Linked DNA regions of Mus musculus: region 1 is linked to region 2. Evidence: chromatin contacts called from public promoter capture Hi-C data. All regions are on one chromosome and are shown on one strand. The core of a region is the stretch at or near the end of the contact, and the rest is flanking DNA. Distances in the headings are between cores, read along the strand shown. Region 1 holds the start of Ppp3cc (protein phosphatase 3, catalytic subunit, gamma isoform). Region 2 holds the start of Pdlim2 (PDZ and LIM domain 2).

Region 1 (2,700 bases), core at 8-2,507, 110 kb before region 2:
ATTTCATTATCATTGCTAAAATAAAAAAAAAAAGCAAAGTACTTTTTGCCTGGCCAAGTCCTGTCCTCAGTGAGAAAGAGGCTTCTAATTAAGGAGCAATAATGACCAATTTTTAACCTAAAAATAAGCCAGATTGTGAAACTTGACTATGGGATTGCAAGTCCCCATCACTGCAAAAATAAAACAAAATAAAAAACATATGAGGAGGGGATGAGGAAAATGGCTCAGTGAAACACAAGCATGGGGTTCTGTTTGAGTCCCTGCATTCAAATAGAACCTGGGTACAACCTCAGCGTTTGTAACTTCAGTGCTATGGGGGAAAGGGGACAGGCAGAGGGACAGGTGAGAGAATTTGCTGGCCTTCCAGTCTAGCAGGCATGTCAGCTTCAAGTTTAATGGGACCCTGTCTATTAAATTTAAGGTAGGAGCACTAGAGGATGGCCTCGACCTCTGGCCTCCATATGTGCTCGTATGGGCCAGCTCACCAGCACACACAAATACAAACACTTCATGCATGCACACACACCTACTCCACACCACACATACATGACACGCGCACACACACTCACACACGGTAGGGAGGCAGGTGCGGTGTCACTGTGTGTCACTATTCCACAGTGGAATAGATGCGTCCAAGTAGGCAGGTGACAATATAAGGGGAAATCGGTTAGAAGTCAATTCCCTTTCTCAAGGAAGCCTGGGCTAGCGTCCCAGAAGACAGTGAGTGACTGCTGTCTCATGTATATAGAAAGGGAGACACCGCTTCTCAGAAACGGGGTTCTCCCAGGAGCTGAACTGGAGTAGGATGGCCACGGAGGTACTTAGGCTGCTAGATACAAGCTGTATGCAACAAACATGAAGTTGACAGGGGTTTCAAAGTTTGGGGGTTGGTGAATGGGAGAGGGTAACCTGAGAAACAGGGTAGAATGGTTAATTTCTTATGGAGACAAAGTGGGTGGAGGACCCCAGTGATAACGGAGAGAGCGTTCATGAGATAGGGGCTCTCTCTGATGAGAGGGACACAGACTCAGTGGCAGCCACCAAGAATCAGGACACCTGCCTGGTCCCAAGGTCGCAGCTGCTTCCGAGGTCCCAGCGGCTGGTTTGAGAAGCTACAGGTCAGGGTTGGGCGTCCAGAGCATCTGCCCCACGCGAGGCGGACGGCGGTCAGCAGTGAATCCGGAGCTGAGACCCGAGATCCGCGCGTGCGCAGAGCGCGGCTGCGGCCCTCGAGGCCGCCGGGAAGTTGTGAGCGCGGAGGCGCGCACGCGGGGCCCCAGCCGCGCGCAGCCGCGGTCTCCCTAGTTGTGTCCCTCAGCCGCGGTCGCCGTAGCTCTCGACGCGGTCGTCCCCGCCGAGCCGCGGGCGCCGCCGCAGGGAGGGAGCGGCGCTGCGGCCGCCGCCGTCCGAGGACGCCCCGTATTCCGGGGCCCGGCACGGTGGCTGCCCGCTCGCCGAGCGCAGCCCGCCTAGGAGGAAGGCGGCGGCTTGCGTCCAGCGGGCCGCCGGAGCCGGGAGGAGACCATGTCCGTGAGGCGCCCTCAGTTCTCCACGACCGAGCGCGTCATCAAAGGTGCCGAGCGCGCCGCGGGGAACGGCCCTCGCCGGGCGACGGCTCGGGGACTCGAGGAGCGGGGATGGAGGCAGCGGCGGGAGGCGCTGCAGGGCGCGGGGAGGACCGGGCTGCTGTCCGCCGGCGTCCCCGGTGACTGCTGGACGGGTACCTAGCGGGAGGTGGATAGAGCGACCGCGCCCGCCATCCACTCCCGAAGCATCCAGGCGGTTTCTCCTGATTCCCCACTTTTTGGTCTTTCATCTGGGGACACCGTCTGGGTTGTGTGAGCAGGGAGTTCTCTTGACTCACCCAAGTCATGCCTTTCCTTAGGCTCAGCTCTTTTTTGACAGCTCCTTACCAAACCCTTTAAAAAATTATTTTTGAGGGGTGTGGTGGGTATACTGTGCACGTTTGGCTCACTTTCTCTACATATCCCAAGTCATTGCTTTTATTAAAAGAAACAAGATGATAGTGACACAGTCTTCTTAAAAGGGCTTACAAGTTTTGGCTATAAGGACTTGGTGAATAATAATCTCCCAGATGTCTCTCATTATATCTGATATTCAGTTATTCTAAGGAAACACGAAAGTGTTTCTAAATCTTCTGAGTTTATGATATAGTTTCTGCCCTTTACCCAAAAGGACCTGTCTAACATAACCACTGATTCACATGCTTCTATTGTCCGACTTCTAAGACCCCTCCATAATAATAGTTGGTTTGAAAGCACTGTTTTCTAAGAAGGTGCTATGCTTAGACCAGTTATTTCTGAGTGAGGTGGTTTTCACCATAGTGGGAAAAAACTAAAAATTATTTCCCCGTTTCATTTTGATATTAGGAGACAGGAAACTAAGATTAGTAATGATAATTTTTTTTTTAAATAAGGGGGAGCCTATTGAGTGCTCAGAGAGAGAAGGATAGTATTGGTGTCATAAATGTTAGTTATCTGCCTTGGCAGACAGTACTTTTGAGACTTATTTCCTCAGAATTTGGAATCATTAGGGATTGAAGTCAATTGTTCATAGAATGGACTTAGTCCTTTAACAGCTAGAGTGCCATGACGGTCTTCGTGGAAGGCTTTATAGCATTTAAGCCATGAGGAAGATCTGAGCCTCTTAATACACAGGAATCACTTCTACAACCTTCCC
Region 2 (2,700 bases), core at 134-2,633:
GTAAACAGCACACCACGCAACACCACACACACAGTTAAAGGAAGCCATGACACTCGAGGATCGGACAGTGTGAACCCCAGGCAGTGCCTGCCCTACCCGAGGGCTGCTCAAGAGGTTTTCAGGGAACTGAGGGTAGAGCTTAAAAGGGAGAATACGTACAGATCTGGGGCCCTGTCTTCAATCCCCAGCACCAAACCAAACAAACATAAAAGGCTTCCAAACTAGCTGCGGAGGGAGAGCAGGTGCAGCAGACAAGGGGCCCCTCTTGGAGGCCCCTGGAATTAGTCTGTGGTAGAGCCATTTACCTGCCCAAGGAGAGACTGTGGGAGGTGGGGCCAGGGAGGCAACCTGGCTGGCTGGGAAGTGCAGAGACTCTGAGCCACACCGATGCGCGTCGTAGGTGAGGAGGATGGTGAGGGTGGCGAGGGCAATTCTCTTGGGGAACTCGGAGAGAATGACTCACACCCGAGGCAGGCAGGTTACAGCTGGGTCCACAGGTGTGCTCTACGCTGTGCCAAGTTGTAAGAGCAACTGAAGAGGCAGGAGGCAGCTGCGTGGGCTCTCAACTCCCCAGGGCAAGAGTTGCCAGGTATAGCTCTGGGGGACCCTCTGGTCAGATGGCTCCTCCTTCCTGGGCCTACACCTGCTCTCCCCACCTCCACACCGTTGCCCTGAGTCATGGAGTCTGGCATAGGAATTGGGCAGACAGGGTCCTCCGTAGTGCTTAGAGCTGGCCCATGCCAGGCAGAATGGTGGGAGAGGAGGTGCCTGATGACCCTGCCAAGTGCTCTCTATCTCCTCTGGGTCTGGGCATGTCTCCCTGCTCAGGGCAGGCTTGCGGGGGTATCTGGGGCTAAGTCACTGCGCTGGCAGTACAAAGCCAGGGGCATCTGTCTGGGAAGAGATAGGAGGGTGGAGGTGTGGCCCAGGCTTGAGATGTGTGGGTATCGGGACTGTATCTGCTCCAACATCGGAGCCAGGAGTGGGCAGAAGAATCGGATGGACCACAGACAGGTCCATCAAGCCAGCGGTTGTCTGACAGAGGTCTGGGGACCGCGACATCGAGGGATCCTTTCCTATTGTGGGGTGGGACGCAGTCTCTGTATACTGCGCACCGTGGGGATGGTTTGTCATTTGAACCGACCCCCTGTGCTTAGGGACAGTCCGGAGGATGTGGACACCTCGGAAGGGTCTCAGTCTAGAGGCGGTTTTCAGGAGGGTCTGCTCTTCTCGCTCGCCCACTTCCAGCTCCCCCACAAGGCGCGGGCCAGGTGGCGGCGCCCCGGCTCGGCAGCGCAGAGGAGGCGGCTTCCCGGGCCAGGGGCGGCGGCAGGGGCGGCCCCGGGATCACATGGGCGGAGGCAGGTCTGGGAGCCCCGGGCGAGCTCTCCCTAGAGTCGGACAGACGGCTGCGGTGGAACGGCGGCGGCTCCTCGTCCTTACTCCCTCCGTTCTTCCCTCCCTCCTTCCCTTTCCTGGCTGGCCTGACCGCCCAGCCCGACAGGCAAGCGGCAGCCAGGTGAGCGCGCGCCCACCTGCACCCTCCGCGGGCCACCGCCCTCGGCGATCTCCTCCTCACCGGACCCTACCCTCGGCCCAAAGCCCCTTTTCCCTGAAACTTCTCTTCGACCTGGATACCCCTTGGCTTGGGTTCTCCCCTGACCCAGACACTCGTCCTCTAGTCCCAGTCCCAGTCCCACCCCCAACCCCCTCCGCCCCGGGGTATTTTGGACTTGTTGGGAAGCAAGCTTGAGAACTGGTACTGGGGACAGCCAGACTGACAGCTAGGCAGTTCACTGAGTCCACTGGTCGGCTCAAAGGTCTGAGAATCTCAGGGCGTTTTCAGTCTTTCTGTGATCAGCCTGGGACACCGTGGCTGGGCCTGGGTGAAAGGCAAAGCCAGTTGCCTGGGGGACAAGACAGTCGGACTGCTGGCCTGGACAGCCTCCCCCTCCCCCCAGGCCTTGATGTTCTTGAGATATTGGACATACTTGCTGACCCATATCTCCCCAGGGACAGCCTGAGGATGGGTGCTGGGCTGGGTGGTGCCCAGGCTGGCATTGCAGCTTCCTGCCTGGGTTGGCTCCTGGCTCCAGATCTAGAGGCTCAGGAAATCCTAGGAGGGCCTGGTCCACAAGGACACTCCCTTGTGGGTCAGCGGGGGCTGTGGATGAGAAGTTTGTGGCCAAACTGGCAGCATCATGAACTTGCCCTGCTGGCCAGTACCAGGGTGGCTGTGGGTGTGGGTGTGCTTCCCTTGGCAGATGAGCCTTGGCCTCCTTTCTCAGGCTGCTCACTAGGGTGCAGCAGGCCCCTAGAGGAGGTAGCAAGCTTCCTCTTGTTCATCTGAACCCAGCTGTTGGGGTCAGGCAGGGAGCCAGGTAGCCCCTCTGAAGACCTTAGTCTGACACCTGCCAGCCCCAGCCTCTGCTAACTTCTTGCTGTCTGGTGGGGCTATCCTGAGGCTTGCTGTCCTCCTGTATACTCTATACAGAGTGTAGAAAGTATTTTGTGCTCTTCGTTTAGGGAACAGGAAACAGGTAGTGAAGGGGTGCGGGGTGCGTTCACTCCTACCACCTGCTAATTCCTTCCCACAGTTCTCCACCAAGCACTTGTATGGAAGTCTGACCTCTTGTCAGTGGGACTGCTGCCTGTCTTAGGGGATCTACTAGTCTGAAGACCCTAGAAGGGGGAACTCAG

What was found. Capture Hi-C pulls out chosen DNA fragments and counts their contacts.
Region 1: a contact with region 2 is called in a promoter capture Hi-C map of adipose tissue. The contact joins the promoter of Ppp3cc here to the promoter of Pdlim2 in region 2. A contact is called at or near these places in 14 of 39 promoter capture datasets (3T3-L1-derived adipocytes, the C10 cell line, the HPC-7 cell line and 9 more), 17 of 484 Hi-C or Micro-C datasets (the G1E-ER4 cell line, the HPC-7 cell line, bone marrow-derived macrophages and 12 more), 20 of 115 datasets of contacts at active chromatin or transcription factors (the 230-238 cell line, SST interneurons, astrocytes and 16 more) and 4 of 9 other capture datasets (adipose tissue, liver, macrophages and 1 more).

Annotation. Positions count from the first base shown.
Region 1 is chr14:70,288,054-70,290,753 of GRCm38.p6, reverse strand. It overlaps Ppp3cc (protein phosphatase 3, catalytic subunit, gamma isoform), which reads left to right and starts at 1,257. Exons shown (of 14, transcript NM_008915.3): 1 at 1,257-1,573. The coding sequence starts at 1,525.
Region 2 is chr14:70,175,498-70,178,197 of GRCm38.p6, reverse strand. It overlaps Pdlim2 (PDZ and LIM domain 2), which reads left to right and starts at 1,383. Exons shown (of 10, transcript NM_001253736.1): 1 at 1,383-1,519.